Linked DNA regions of Mus musculus: regions 2 and 3 are each linked to region 1. Evidence: chromatin contacts called from public ChIA-PET and HiChIP or PLAC-seq data. All regions are on one chromosome and are shown on one strand. Each heading gives the region's core, a stretch centred on a gene start, on an enhancer-like site or on the middle of the called end of the contact. The rest is flanking DNA. Distances are from core to core; before and after follow the strand shown.

Region 1 (5,091 bases), core at 1,313-3,812:
TACAGGAAATGATTCACCTCAGTCCAAAATGACAGGCAGGCCTCCCGAATCATTCAGCACACGCAAAGACGGCCCACCGGAACCGCATCGATTTCACAGCCATCTCTCCGCAGAGAGCAGTGTTCCAAGGCCAGCCAAGCCTTCCACTTCATCCCTCCACCCCTCAAACACCCCACACTACCTTTGAGTAGTTTCTCTCCTTCCAGGACATTCGGGGAGATCAACGCAGTGTAGCCTTCTTCGGAGAAGCCAGCCTTACAGGCCTCTCTGACTGTAAGATCCTCACGGTGGGCCTGGGGATGGAAAGGAGACTGTTAAGCCAACCTAAGTTCACAGCAATGTAATCCAACCTACATTTGTCATGGCCACCTCACAAGCCTCTGCCCACGAGCGCAGGTAAAGCACCATCCCCACCCAGAGGTGGGGTGGTGATCCTCTGCTCTCTGGGGGACTTCAGGTTGTATTGGCCCAGGTTTGGAGGAGTTTCCCCGAACTGGAAAGCCGAACCTACTTTTATGGGAAGCACAGGGTTAGCTGATGCCTAGACCAGGTACCAAAGGGGCCGTATTGGCGAATGGCAGGGGGAAAAGGCAGAGAGGTTCCCAGAAGTGGGCAAGCAGCAGCAGCAGCAGCAGCAGCAGCAGCAGCAGGAGGAGAAGGTATCACCAGTCGTTCACCCATCCACAGGCAAAGCCAGGCCCGTGGAGAGAGAGGGAGCTCTGCTAAGAACCATCTCTCCAGGCTGCAGAGCTCTGCCTTTAGGCTAGGTGAGGAGGAAGCCTCCCTCTGCAGGCCACAGGGGTGGAGTTCCAAGAAAGGGAGCTGGCAAATTCAGTGATTCCAGGGCTGTTTCCAAGCTGAGCGGATAGTGACCAGTTCTGCCACTAGGCTGCAAGGAGGCAAGGTCCTCGTGTGTGTGTGTGTGTGTGTGTGTGTGTGTGTGTGTGTGTGTGCGTGCGTGCGTGTGCGTGTGCGTGTGTGTGTGTGTGTGTGCGTGTGCGTGTGTGTGTGTGTGAAGTTCACCCACACAAGGTCCTGGACTCTTGCTCACTCTGAAGCCCCCATTTAAAGCCTCGTCAGGAGAGCAGAAAAGACCAGAAGCCTCTAACAGACCAGAAGGGTTTTCTGTTCCTCTGGAGTCTGCATCTTTAGAGAAAGGAAGGCAATGGGCAAGGGGTTCCACCCAAGCTGCCAGGAACCAAGGGAGATAGCATGTGTCCCCACTAATCCACTCCGCTAAGGAGAAGAAGGCGCACCAGGCTCCGGATCCCTGGTGAGCAAGCTCCGGGAGCCGGGGGCGCAGCCAGCACCCTGCAGTCTCAGCTTCGCGGGCCGCCAGAGCGGAACGCGCCTCCCTGCCGGCCGAGTCCTCCAGCTGCGCGCAACAGCTCCGCCCGGGTTCCGCTGGGAGGCCACCCGCAGCCTGCAGCCTGTAGCTCGGGCTCGAGTACCCGGCCCCGGAGGCTAGGAAAGGGAGGGCTGGGTCGGGGATCTTCCCCCGGCCAAGCTCAGAATGACATCTGGTTCTTGGGGATCGCAGCTCTGAAATGCTCTTGCAGCCCGCGGGAGACAAAAGTCGGCCGGGAAAGTTTCTGTCCCCCCGGGGCGTGTTCCCCGCGCAAGGCGATGGTCCGGTGGCCTCGGAGCAGCCGGTCGCCAACCCTGGTTCATCGCAGAGAATACCTCGGCGTGGCAGCGAGCAGGCCACCGGACCGATCGGCCACGAGAGGGGGTTCAGGCCACTCGGTCTCCGCCCAGGGTCGCTGCGGGAGCTGCCGCTGAGCCGTTCCGAAGACCCGCAGCGAGCTGGAGTTAACCGAGGGAGCCGGCTGGAGACCGCGCAGAGACTGTGCGGAAACAGCGAGTGTGTCCAGCTCCAGTCCCCGGGCTCAGTGCCTCGCGCTCCCGCTGCGCCCTCCTCCCGATCCCTCTCTAAGTCGGGAGGACCTGCTAGACCCCGCGGCTACAACCCGCGCCCCTTAGTCGCCTCCGCCTCCCACTGCAGCCGAGCTCCGCGGCACCCACGGGACCCGGGAGAGCGCCCCGCGCAGCCGACCCGACCCGGCGCGCGGCTGGAACTCGGGATGCGCGACTGCCGGGCGGCGGAGGCGAGTACTACACTACGGAGGGCGGCCCCGGAGCGCAGATCGGGCAACGAGATGGCACCTAGGGTCCCGCCCGCTCAGCTCCGCGGCTCCTCGCTCCGATAGCGAGCGGCTTCGCGCAGCGCGGGCGGCGGTTTGAGAAGACCGGGAGACACCAGCTAGCCCCACGGGTTCCCAGATCGCCTGCGATCGGAGAGGCGGCAACTTACCCGGAGCGCGCCCGAGAGCCCGAGCAGCAGCAGCGGCAGCACAGAGCCTGTGGTCATCGTCCCCGCCGCGCCGCCCCGGCGCTCGCCCGGTGCCCGGCTTCCCTCGCCGCGGCGATGCTCCGCCCGCGCCCGCCCTGCTTTTCCCCGCACTTGCCGCCCGGGCTCCGGGAGCCAGGCCAAGTGGGCCGGCGGCGCGCTCCCTCCGGCCGGTGCGTCCGCCGGCCTCGCAGCCGCCCGCGCCTCTGTTCCGCGCGCTCGGAACTGCAGGTGAAGCTGAGCGGCGGCCTCGCCGAGGCCCCGCCCCTCCGGCCGGGCCTGACGCGGGCCTTAAAGGAGCCGCTCCCGCGCCCACTCGCTCAGCCGCTTGGCCTGGTTGCTCGCTGGCAGGGCGGCCTCAGTCCCGTGGGACAACTAGAGGCCTGTATGAGCAGACGAAGCCAGGGAGACTGGGTTTCTAGGAGCAAAGACGGTGTGAACCAAAGAAGACTGTGTAGTCTCTGCCCAGCAAGTTAGATGTCCTTTGTAGATTGTGGGACCCCTGCTTGTGATCACACCGTGATGTTAGGTCAACTTCTTTTCAGAGCCCACAGTGAAGAGTGGACACTTCCTTCATCCCTGTGTCATCTAAGTCTCCGGACACAGGCCTTTGTGATGGCCTCCAGCCCTCTGAACAGCTCAGGGATCGGAAGAGAGGGAGAGGGGAGGGGTCACTCTCCAGCTGGGCTGGCTCGGCTGACCCCTTATAGTGTGGGCCTGGCTCTGGCTATCCTCCAAGGTTTGGGAGGATTCCTACCCATTCCTCTGTGTGTGCCAAAATGTAGTTAGGTCTTCTGTATAGGCAAGGAAGAAATCAGAGGCCGCGGAAGGAAGGAAGGGACTCCAGCGGGCAGAGCTGTCAGGCACGTCAGCTCCCTGGGCAGGCCAGCTCCATTTGCTTCGCATGGGCAATTTCCAACCCTGACTGCAGGCATTTCTTTAAGCATCGTATCGCTCTCGCGGAAAAATAAGGGCAGCTTGGACTGTGAGTGAAGGCTTCCCCATCCCTCCCTTGGCTAAGCAATGTACAGAAAAGTGGAGTGTCTGCTCAGATGTTTTTCAAATGTTCTTTGTCTCTCTTCTGAGAAAATCTGTGTCCAGAATACAATAGTTCTGGTTTGAGAAGAGTGAATTAAGTTGCCCCAAGGTCATAGTTAACTTGGACAGAGAGACCTTTTCTTCCTTGCCCCCCCTCCCCCCACTATGGTGGATGACACCCTAGGTCTCCTGACTAGTACTCGAGCCATGGGAAATCAGGGTAACCCAGGGTGCATAGTGGGCTCTGTCCAGAGGTATGAGACTGGGTTTAGCTTGGACCACCAAGTATCTGAACACCAAGCCTGTGCCAACCTGGCCCTATGCCACAGACTGTCCCAGTATTGGCCTGCTAAGGAATGAGAGAGGCTACTAACTTAGCATGGCTGGCTGGGCAGTCTTCAGACTCTTCTATGTCCTTCCCTGGGGAGACAAAGAAACATTCACTCTTGATAGAGAGGTACCCAGACCAAAGCAAGACTTGAGTACAGCTTGGCGAGTCGGTGAGCTTACTGGGGAGGTGAGAAGGAATATGGAGACCTGGAGGAGACAGCTACCCTGTAGATTCAGACACACTGTACAGTCAGGGGGAGATGGCAGCAAATCCTTTTGGAGAGTTCTGTTCTGCTTCTAGGGCACATGTCCCTTAAGGAGATGCCTCCCTCCTGAACATACTTCATCCTGCCCACATCAGCTCCTTCGCTCTTCTTGTATTGAGATGCCTCCGTGGGGGCCACTCTGTGTTCTTAGCCCAGACCTAAGGCAACAGTAAGTCACCTGAAAGAGCCCCTCCTCTCTCCAGCTTAGGTTCTGAGAAGACAGCCATGTCAACTTGAGGGACAAGCCATGGATCTGAGGAAGCAGGTGCCTCCTCAGCACACCTCACCCTTGCCTACAGTTATCTATCTGAGAGTTTTGGCCCTCCAGACAAGCACTGTGACTTCCTGATAGAGCTTACTATCCTAGCATTAACCAGCCCTACTGTGAGTATAGAAGGGTTGTGTAATTTAATCTGCCCCAGGTGTGCACTCACAAGGTTCCCTTTATACAGCCGGCAGAGGGAAGTTTAAGGTTCACTTATTAAGAACGGGCTCCCAGCATTAGCACACAGACCCCAGGGCCCATGCACGGGCAGCATTCCCCAAACTTACTTATTCAAGTCGTTGACTTAGGCTTCTTACAGGAATCCACGTTTCTAAGAGCATGGCTCAGAAACGTTGCAGTAACCCATGCGAGTCCAGCAGAGAGCATTGCTTTGTCAGGCTTGTTCTGAGTGAAGCAGAGAGGGCGTGCTGAGACAGGCAAATACAAAGCGGCTCTTTCCAGGGACTGTCCTAGCCTGTTTCTTATAGTCTGGCCAGCATGACCAAGGGAGCTTGTTTAAAAATATGGGTTCTTGGGCCCCTCACCCACTACTCCCTACTAAAATCCATAGGATAACACACACACAAACCCCCCCCCTCACTCACACACTCTCTCTCACACACACTCACACTTATATTCACATACATTCACACACACATACACTCACATGCTCACATATATTCACACACACTCTTACACAATCATACACTCACAGCCACATGCTCACACACTCATATACTCTCACACACACTTAAACACACTCATACACTCACATACATCTATACACATCCATACACACTCATACACACTCACACACTCTCACACACTCTTACACTCACACT
Region 2 (5,091 bases), core at 1,889-4,388, 220 kb before region 1:
AGGGGTCTGAGTGTTCTGATTTTTGAACCATTTCCTGGTTACACAAGTAAACCCATTTCATGAACGTACACTGAGGTATGGGATGGTGAGTTATGGACTTTCCTATATTATTTCATACTCCAATAAAATTTATCAGGTAAAAAAGGAAAAGCCAAGACTGGCTCAGCCAAGACAGTGAGGAATGAGGTATCTCCATCCTCAAACTTCATCAAGCTCGACGTACTCCGTGTTCAGAAGACTCTCACAGTAAGTCCATGTTCACCAGCTAACAGTTGTGGACTGGTGATGGGCCACACACAAGTCTACACCTCTCACTGACCCTCCATTAACTGTTTATAATGCCCAGGATGAGGGATGCCTACGGCTTGCTTTCTGTGTGGGAGGCCACTCTGGAGTTGTGGGGGCAGGTCATGGTCCAGAGGGAGTGCAGGGGCCAGGTAATCTGGAGTGCTTGTGAGCTGCAGGGCACCTGCAGCCTCTGGGACCCTGGGGGAGAAAGGTGCTCAGGTGAAGAGTTTGTGGTGGGCACAGAGGTTGCAAGGTGGACAGAGGCTACCCCTCAGGCACTAGGTGGGGTCAGACAGGCAGACAGCAGGATGCAGGGACATAGGGAATTCTGGAAGCAGGCAGAGGCTGGCTCCTCCTTGTCCCATATGGAGTCAGATCGGTCAATGCGGCAGAGGGGGAGCCTGAGATAATAGCGGGCTGCAATAAACTCAGGGAGGGGTTCCACAAGAAACAGGCCTTCAGCAAGAAGGGATGAGTGGTCGGGCTCTACGGCTAGCTGTCACTTGACTTAGGGGAACAGAAAGCTGACCAGCTGGCCCAGCAAGAGTTCATCCAGACACCAGCTTTTCTGACTTGGTCCTTCTGTCCCAGAACCCCTCCTTACGATCTTGGTAATGTTTCCTATATGCAAGGTACCCTCGGAGGCAGGAGGCTGTGGCTCTCTAATTCTAGTACGTCGGGTGCAGCTGGTGATGTGGAGGACATAATGGCTGAACAGCTGCTGGGCCACACACAGGCACAGCCACGAAGCACACAAAAACATTCTAAATTTGTCCACAAAGAATGCAAATTATAGCCAAACACGCTTCCCAGCAGCCCACCCAATCCCTAAATGTTGTGCTTGAAGAAAAGCAGTGTTTAGGCTGGGAAGGTGACCCAGTCAGTAAAGTGTTTGCCTCACAAGCATGAGGACCTGAGTTCAATCCCAAGGACTCACATGGAGAAGCCAGGTGTGCTGGGGATCTCCCAATCCTGGGGCCCAGGAGGTGGACATAGACGGATTCCCCCAGGGTTTGTTGGCCAGCCAGCCTAGCCTATGTGCTGAGTTCTAGGCCAGTAAGAGGCACTGCGCAGTGTGTGTATGTGTGTGTGTGTGTGTATCATGTATATATGTATACACACACATGGACTCATACATATGGGCACACCGACACACAAACACACACACACACACACACACACACACACACACACACACACACACACACACCAGCACTCACTGTAGCACTGTTGAATCAGATCTTCTTTGTGGACATAGTCTGGAAGGGTGTTTGTGGCTCTAAGGGACTCTGTGCTCCACCAAGGAGGGTCCCACTGTCCTTCCAACTCAAGTTTTCGTAGAGGAACAGCTGGGCAGGTGGCAGTTCCCCGTTCCCCACTTGACATCTCTTATCCTGCCCAAGGAACACCAGTGCCCCAATCAACTGCTGCATGGTTTTTCCACACCTATGGCTGCTAGCTCACCCTGGTGTTAGGACACTTTCACAATGATCCCACCAAAGCCTCATATGGCAGGGCTGCTGCCACCACCAGCTCATTTGCATCAAGGAAATCTGCCTGATGGGCTGCTGCAGTTGCTCCACAGCAAAACCCAGCGTGATGCCCGACTCCTGTCCGGGAAGCTCCAGCTCCCAGGTCTTGCTAACTCCACCCTGTGGGCATGCAGTTGTCCACCAGTCTGCAGATAAGCTTACAGCCACCTGCCGACCCTAGCCTCGTCCTGACTTTTCCTGTCTTAATTCCCATTCGAGCCTGGAGATGGACCACTAGCTACCCTAAAACCTGAGGCTGGGCCTCTCGCGTGCATCAAACGCTGCTCATTTTGCTCCCTTTGAATTGCTGAGAGATGTGTGCTTTTAGAGGCAATTTATCTGAGACACTCTGAGAATTTATGTTTCTGTAAACACATTTTAATTTTTTAATAGACATTTTATGCCACGAAAATGCAACCCGTCTGAGTAAAATGTTGCCCCAAGAACTTCAACTCAATAGTTCAAAATTAAATTTTAAAATGTTGCAGAGCTGGGGTGGGAGGGATTAATCCCACCGCCTTAATACCCCACCCCACCTCTGTGGCTTTTCTTCCACCCTCTCTGCCCATGCACACTCTTTCTTCCTTACACAGTTGGCCCCTCTGCTCCAAGTCTAAGCAGGGTGCTTACCAGGCAGACATCCCCCTCCCTCCCTCCCTCCCTCCTTCCCTGTACCCCTTGAATCTTAGATCTCCAGGCCCCAAGCTTGCTCTGAAGTCGTCCAGCAAGCCTCCTCCCTTGGCTGTTCCGTGGTTCTTCAGTATTCCCCAGGTACAGGCTCTCCATCAAACACCCCTCTCCTGTTTTCAGAGTAGAAATGGACAGAGGATAGGACTTCCCATTCTGCAGGAAGAACCAGCTACTGCAGAGTTTCCTTTTTGGTCCCAAACAAATGCTAAGTTTGATCAAGAACCTGTTTGTACACATACCTCACACTGTAGCCCACATACATGAACAAACACACATACACACACCTCACACTATAGCCTCCACATATATGCGCGCGCGCGCGCGCACACACACACACACACACACACACACACACACACTCAGTCACTGAGTCCCAGGCAGTAGAACAAAGCTGCCCCCCCCCCCCAATCCCCAGTGCCTGGTGACTGGCTGCACCCCAGGAGATGTCTTGCTTTCTCCTGCCAAACTCTGGCAGTCGCACAGTGAAGGGTGACAGGAGAAGAGATTTCTACCCCGGCCATGAAAAAGGAGTCTACGTTCCCAGCTGGCCTTTCCAAGAACAAGAACTGATGGCTGAGGAGAGACTCAGTGCTTAGGCATGACCTGACGCAGAGCCCAGTGCTCAGTGATGCACACAGCTGGCCCTGTGGAGGAAGTTCCAGGGCGGTGGGCATGACAAACCCACAGTGTGAGCCCTGGGGAAAAGCCCGCTTCTTGGTGACAGGCCATCAGAGTTTCAGTGTGCGGTGGCTTGTGGCGCCTGAAATGTTAATTGGCCATTCGTTGAATTTACTGCCACTTCCCAAATGCACACTTATTGGACATGGCCATAATTTCAGCATTTTAAAGGTAATTTTTTAACACGGCAGACCACTTGGTCTTTTTAAAAGCAGTGGTTACTCTCATGGGGGAGCCGTAAATGGCCACAGTGCTGCTCCGAGAAGCTGGAGACTCACGTGGAGCGTTCCTTTTGATGAAATGCCCTGGGCTCGGAAAAGGGCCCAGAGACACAGTCAGACTGACCCTGCAGCATCCAGCGGCTGCCGCTGCCTGGGACAGCCTCTGGAGGGCAGACTCACAGTCCCTTAGCAAGGGGATGTTTAATTCTACAACCAGCAAATGTGTGGTGGCTTCAACTACATTTGTACCCGGCAAGTTCTAAGACTCCAGTAGTAGGTCTGTCCTTTCTCCATGCTTAGGGCTTCTAACTGTGACTGATATCTTGGGGCCAGTGACAAGACCCTCTTTTCTGCGACCAGACAGGGCGGCAAGGTGTGCGCCTAGGGCTGAAGTCAGATTCATATTGCTTATTCTGCATAACTATCCCACAATGTTCCCCTGGTCCCTAATGTCTTCTGGGAAACGGGAGTGGTGGTGTGGCTGAGGAAAACCATGCGATGTGGGGTACAAATGCAGGTGACTTGGTCTCTGGGACGGTCATGATAGCTACTGCTGTCAAGTGACCCCTGGCATGCTGCTATCAGAGCAGTGTAGGCACAGAGTGAAGTCCCAAGTCACAGCAGCTAAGCATGCCATTTGGAAGCACCATTTAAGCAGGGTTTCACAGCCTCAGTGGCTCTGGTGGCATTTGGAGCTGGGCAATTCTTGACTATGAAATTTAGTGTCTGAAGACTCCCACCTGTGACTTATGAATGGCTGGAGCCCCAACACACACCACTGTCACAACCACATGCATCTCCAGGAACTGCCAGCGTTCTCGGACAGAACTACAGATCTAAAGAGAATGGCACAATCTGTTTCCACTCGGGACCAGCTACAGAGCCTTGGGGTATAAGTGGAGGGTTCGGGCAGAACTCTTTAAAGACCAGGAAGAGGTTATGTGTAGAGGGAGAATCCTTGCGGAGGAAGGGAAGAGCCTGGCCGGCACTGCACTCTTCTCCTCAGCTTCCGGGAGCATGTGAAGTGTGCTCCCGCTTGCTCACCCCTGCTAGTTGATACACTGGCTCAGGAGAACGCCCCTAATTGCTGGAGTGTCTGCTACAGAGCAGCCCTGCTTTGATCTCTCCACTTGTCTGCAGCTACAGATCCGAGGTGCCATCAGCTTTGTTGCTTTGTGGGTTTCTTCTTTTCTTTTCTTTTTTTAAATTTTATAACTAAGTTAGAAAGAAAACTGCTTGGTTTGGCAATGTCGTAAGTGACAAATGAATCCTATTAAGGTTGTGAAATTAGCAGAGCTAAATGACATTAGCAAACGTAACATTTTTATCACTCAACTAAACGCTGCCATCCCCACTCCTGCCGACAAAAGAAGCTGTCACTTTCGGAGTCACGGGAACTTTATAAACATTGTTAGAGCGTCTGTGGCACAAAGGGCCGGTGGCACCGCCCCGCCCCGCCCCGCCCCGCCCCACCACGCCCCACCGCCCTGCCCTGCCCAGCACCACACCGCAAAGCACCACACTAGCTGTCCTGATGGTAAACATTCTCCACGTGTTTGTAAAAGTTTACCCTGCTGCTGAGCGATGTTTTTATGTTTTTCATACTAATATAAAGTGACCTCTAACACTGCACCAACATGAATTTTGTTCACTAAGAGGGCTGTTGCAGAATTGTTTTTTTT
Region 3 (5,091 bases), core at 1,342-3,841, 130 kb before region 1:
GGGCAGTGCCTGGGGCTTGCTCCTGCATACATGGGGGAGGGGTGCCCTCAATTCCTATGGCTGCGGGATCTATCTTTGCCCAGGGTGAGCTTCTAGGTGTTCTCTGTGGCCAAGCCAATTATGATCCTGTCAGCACTGGCTGCAAAGTTTTCCAAAAGTTATTTTTTTGACACCTAGAACATTCATTTTTCACATCTCATGATTTGGGGTATACTTTCCTCAGCCCATCCACGCAAAGAAAGCTCTGACGCTCAAATTCTGCATAAACAGTGATATTCAGCATGCACAGCTAAGGACTGTGGCCAACTCATTATATCCACAGGCTATTTCGTACTTCCGCAAACCCTGGATAAGAGAGAGAAATCTTCAAGAAAGCACTCCACACATAAAATATTTCTTTTATAGCGAAATGTGTCCAATTGATTTACGAGGCTCTCTCAAGGAGAACAAAACACGCGCCACAAAGCCGAAACTCCACAGAAAGGCTTCCCGGCTCCCTCAGAAGCAAGCTCAGAAGCAAGCTGCCAACTGCACGCTGCTTGGTTTTCAGCTTCTAATTTGGATTTCTTTGGGGGAGCCCCGTTTTCATCCTGGTGGGTTTACTGATATTTATGATAGTGTTATTGTTACATATTATTTTATTTGCTTGTGTGCATGTGTGTGCGCTCCAGTGTGTGGGTTCCAGGGATGGAACTTAGGCCCTTAGGCTTGACAGTGAAGCCTTTACCTTAACACTGAGCCATCTTACCATTTGTAATTGGTATTTTTATTGCTTTTTAAAAAAAATGTACGAGTACACTGTAGCTGTCTTCAGACACACCAGAAGAGGGCATCAGATCCCATTACAGATGGTTGTGAGCCACCATGTGGTTGCTGGGAATTGAATCGTGGAAGGACCTAGCCCAGGCTTGGTGAGCCACTGCCGTGAGTCATCTGTGGCTTGGTCACTGTCTTACCTCTCTGTCTGTTGTGGTTTGATGAAGTATGGCCCCCAGGCCTTGCATATCGAATCATCAGTCATCCGAGGAGGAGGCCACAGACCCTAAGTGTTCAGGGTGAATCAACAAAAGGGTGAGATACATGGTGGGGAGGGTGGAGGGATCAGGGGGTCAGGGGGCATCTGGAGATTTAGTCTCTTTTAAATGGCATTCACTAAGTTTCACAGTGGAAGCTGAGAACTTCAACTGGAGAGCCCAGCACAGCTGTCTGGCCCTTTTTCCCTCCGTGCAGAAGAGCCAGTTTGAAAAGGCGCATCTCTCTTCTTGGAAGATCCATGCTGCTGAAGGTCTGATTGCAGCCCCTCTCGGGTGGAATGACTGGAGCCTACACATCTTATTTAGTAATCAGTGCCCAATATGAGGATGTCCTGAGCCTGGGGGAGGGAGACGGGTGCTCCCCGAGCCACTGCGGTTTTTTGCTGTGTCACTGGTAAGGAGGACAGCTGCTATTTCTGTGACTAAATGCTATCATTGTGAACACCGTTCCAAAGAAAACAGGTATCTTGCCAGAGGAAAATAACATATGCCAGGAAGGGAAAAAAGTACTCGAAGGTAAATAGACAGGTTTCTTCCTTGGGCCTGGGATTCTGAACAGCCATTTCCCTGCTGGAAAAGCATCCAAGAGAGAGCCAAAAATTGCTGGGTGTGGTGGTGCATGCCTGTAAACCTAGTGCATGAAAAGCTGAGGCAGGAGGATTGCTGTAAGTCACAGACATGCTTGGATTACATAGTGAGTGTCAAGTCAGTCTGGGGTGCAGGGTGAGACTCTGTCTAAAAATCAAACAAATAAGTAAAAAAGGGCAGGGCCTGTGAGCTACCTGGGACAGACAGTGCAGATATAGCTTGCTGGCTGTGTGACCTGTCTACTGCTGGCCCGCTGGCTGCCTCCTTTGAACGCTGGAATTAGGGAGCCTGTGACAGGCTCCATGTGTCTGTCTGCCACTGGGCATGGATGCATAAATTCGTGGTAAATAAATTCACGGTAAAATTCGGGTATGACAAGCAAGGAGGAACACACACAGGAGCAGGAATATGCGAGCGTGCAAGTTGGAACACAAACGCATATGAGCACAGAGCGTGCAAGTTGGAACACAAATACATATGAGCACAGAACCACACATGAATGTAGGCACTGCATGCAAGCAAAGTATGTAGTCTGTGCACATGTGTATGTATGTAAGTAGTTACACTTTAATCCATGTAAACATGCAAATATCTATAAATGTAGGCCTGGTGTGCTTGTGTTAAATGTGTGCATGTATATAAGCATGTGTGTGTGTGTGTGTGTGTGTGTGTGTGAGAGAGAGAGAGAGAGAGAGAGAGAGAGAGAGAGAGAGAGAGCGCACATGTGTGTATGGAGGCCTATGCACACACAGAAGTGGGCAGAGAGGGCCAGGATCCTTCCTGCGTTCTCTAGGGCAGGCAAAGAAACAGCTCTCCTGTTGTGTCCTGAAGAATTTGCTCTCTGTTCCTGGGTCCTGGCAGGAGCTTCTTCAAACTCTTGAGATTTCCTGAGAAGTGGGAGTGCCTTTGTTATGCTAATGAGGTGACTCACTGTTAGCCCCCTATGGGTTTTGTAATGGGGGTTGGGCACAGGAAGACTAACCCCAGGCAGGCAGCTGGAGACTGTGCCAGCCTGGCTCCAAAGGCTGAGATTCCATTCCACCCAATCCAGAAAGCTAACCAATCTTGACTATATGGAGCGTCTGGGAACTCTGAACGCCAAGGTCCATTGGAGCCCCCTGGCAAACAAAGAAGGAAGTACAGGAAGCCCGTAAAGCCACCGCCCTCCTGTGCAAACCTAACCCTACACACACAGGTGATTCAAACAGTGAGTCTAGCTAGTGTGGTCCTGAGTTCTCACACAAGTTCTACGAAATAACCATCCCAGGAGAGCTGTGGGAACTCCAGAGTTTGCAGCCCGCTGTTTGGAAGTGAGGGTGGCCCCAAGATTAGTGTGTGCCCTCAGAAGTAGAGGTGACTTCCGAGACCTTGGTTGCTTCCCCTGTAGAGTGCCAGGGGCTGGAGGAAGTGGAAAGCAGGCCACAGCTGACGTGGTAAGTGATCTCCAGGGCTGGGTGACGTGGGAGCTGAGATAGGAAGGACAGGAAGGGTTGGCCAGCCATGGAAGGGTCCTCAGACACAAGGAACAGCACCCGCTAAGGCCCCTGGAGGGACGGGGTTGGATGAGCTGGGATAAGGGTGGGGAACACAGAGGAAGGTCGAGCTGTATCCACATCATGCCTAGCTAGAAGGACTCCAGAGACTCAGAGGTGAGGGTCCATCCTCCTCGGAGCCAGCACAGAGACAACAGATACAGGGCTCACACCACCAGGGCAGCTAGCTTTCTCAAAGCCTGTTCATGACACCTGTGGACATGTCCTAAAGATTAGGGACCCCTCTGGTAGCTTCCCAGAGAATGCGCAGGCTTCTGGGAGCTGAGAATTCATCTTGTAAGGAGGCTCCACAAGGAAGGTCAAATCCATGTGAATGAAGGCTTAGCAGCCATTCCTGCAGGGCAAAAAAAGCCACCTGAGTTACAGGAGACTTCTCAGGAGCCAGAGACAGCAATATTACTACGGAACTGACCGTGACAAGGGCAAGCCCCCAGAGCTGTGGATCCTGCTCTGCTCACACTGTGTTTACTTTTCCTGTTAATATGCCCTCACGCTTCTGTGCAACTTGCTGGGAGCTCTAAGTGCAGGGGAGCTGGCTGGTCAGCACCTAGGAGCCAAGGTGCACCTACCGGGGCAGGTGATCTGAAGTCCTGAGTGGGGAGCCTTAGATACGAGCCTTCCTGCATCCCCATTGGGTCCAAAGCTCCTTCTCCTGCCTTCTAGGGGCTTCTCTAGAGTCGCCCATGCTGCTCTGGAGAGCCCCAGTGTTCTGTGCAGTGAGTGGATATGATGATGTGAATCGCTCACTGTATGCAGGGATCATCTGTGCCTGGTGGATTACAGTTAGCAGAGAACTCACTCACTGATTCCCAGCTCTGTGGCCTCAGAAGGAAAACCCCATGTTCCCCACCACCTGACCTGAGTGCAGGGCACAATGTGAGGGGTGGCAACAGCTGCAGCCGGCAGGGTCTGTGCTCTGAGGAAGGAGTGAAAGTCCTGACTGCTGGCTGTCACACATCACCAAGGAAGCCCAAGTTATAAACAATGCACAGGCTGACCACTAATAGGTGTGAGGACTTTATGGCAGGAAGCTAGCAGGGGGGAGAGACACAAGTGGGGGAGGTAGGCTGATAAGAAAGCTCTTAAACTTCACAGGGGTCCTCCCCAAGTTGCTGGCCAGGACTCACCAGTTGCAGCTTGGCCCAGTGTACTCTACCTGCTGTTACACCCAGGAGAGAGCCCATATGTGACAGAGGAGGTGGAGCTGGGACTGGCAATGAAGTGTCCTTTGTGCCACTTAAGGCTTTATGAAGTTCGCTAATGTGCTTAGATGAACGCAAGGCAGGTACCTGCTCCCAGGACCGGAGCCATGAAAGCAATTTGCAGTGTAGCTTTTGCTGCTTAGAGTTCCCTGATGTTTCCGCCCCTTCCCAGAGGAGAGCTGGGTTACACGGTTGCCTTCTCTGAAGCAGCCCGATTGGGGCCTCACCACTCGCTGCAAGCTGCAATCTATCTCATAAATGGATCGGAATGCTCTACAAATTACCCACGTTGGTCCCTGGAGGTATCTTTAACTGGGGGCTTAGAGTTGCAAATGAATTCTCCTATGGATGTATTATTCTCTCAAATAGCGCAGAGAGGGGACTGGCTTGTACAATGTCTTCATAGAGCCTGGCTAAATTAGATCATGCAAAATCTAATGAGGCTCATTCAGTGAAACTAAGCAGGTACGAGAGGCAGGCCAGTCCTGACCTGGGCCACTATCCAAGATGAAGCTCCCAGGTGAGTTAATTCTAGGCAATACCGCCTGGTGTGATCTTTGACACTGGGGAGGTGAAGTAACCATGGATACCAGCATCAGTAACTGGAGATCGGCTTGTTCTAGCAGGTATGTTCAACCTGTGGCTTGTGGATCACATGTGTAACAGGATAGCTAGGATGGTGGCTGTTCTAGTTCCATTTCTGAGGCTGTGATA

What was found. ChIA-PET counts read pairs in DNA pulled down with a chosen protein or histone mark. HiChIP or PLAC-seq counts read pairs in DNA pulled down with a chosen protein or histone mark.
Region 2: a contact with region 1 is called in an RNA polymerase II ChIA-PET map of neural stem cells, with 8 times the contacts expected there. The contact joins the enhancer-like site here to the promoter of Cdh4 in region 1. A contact is called at or near these places in 1 of 39 promoter capture datasets (stem cell-derived epiblast-like cells), 5 of 484 Hi-C or Micro-C datasets (cerebellar granule neurons, cerebral cortex, embryonic stem cells and 2 more), 18 of 115 datasets of contacts at active chromatin or transcription factors (astrocytes, craniofacial prominence, embryonic basal ganglia and 10 more) and 3 of 9 other capture datasets (adipose tissue, liver and pancreatic islet).
Region 3: a contact with region 1 is called in an H3K4me3 HiChIP or PLAC-seq map of embryonic stem cells, with 37 read pairs. The contact joins the enhancer-like site here to the promoter of Cdh4 in region 1. A contact is called at or near these places in 18 of 484 Hi-C or Micro-C datasets (cerebellum, cerebral cortex, embryonic stem cells and 3 more), 12 of 115 datasets of contacts at active chromatin or transcription factors (embryonic forebrain, embryonic hindbrain, embryonic stem cells and 4 more) and 4 of 9 other capture datasets (adipose tissue, embryonic stem cells, liver and 1 more).

The regions. Positions count from the first base shown.
Region 1 is chr2:179,439,902-179,444,992 of GRCm38.p6, reverse strand. It overlaps Cdh4 (cadherin 4), which reads right to left and starts at 2,562. Exons shown (of 16, transcript NM_009867.3): 1 at 2,315-2,562; 2 at 182-293. The coding sequence starts at 2,371.
Region 2 is chr2:179,662,323-179,667,413 of GRCm38.p6, reverse strand. All of the region lies in intron 2 of Cdh4 (cadherin 4), which reads right to left. Among named protein-coding and RNA genes, the nearest start is that of Gm36066, 140 kb to the left of the region's middle. Within about 2 kb of position 3,138, at least 17 of the 459 cell types and tissues checked have an H3K27ac peak or open chromatin away from gene starts, as enhancers often do. A contact at or near this core is called in neural progenitor cells and neural stem cells, where this site is marked.
Region 3 is chr2:179,568,886-179,573,976 of GRCm38.p6, reverse strand. All of the region lies in intron 2 of Cdh4 (cadherin 4), which reads right to left. Among named protein-coding and RNA genes, the nearest start is that of Gm52541, 49 kb to the right of the region's middle. Within about 2 kb of position 2,591, at least 48 of the 459 cell types and tissues checked have an H3K27ac peak or open chromatin away from gene starts, as enhancers often do. A contact at or near this core is called in embryonic stem cells, neural progenitor cells, neural tube and 3 more, where this site is marked.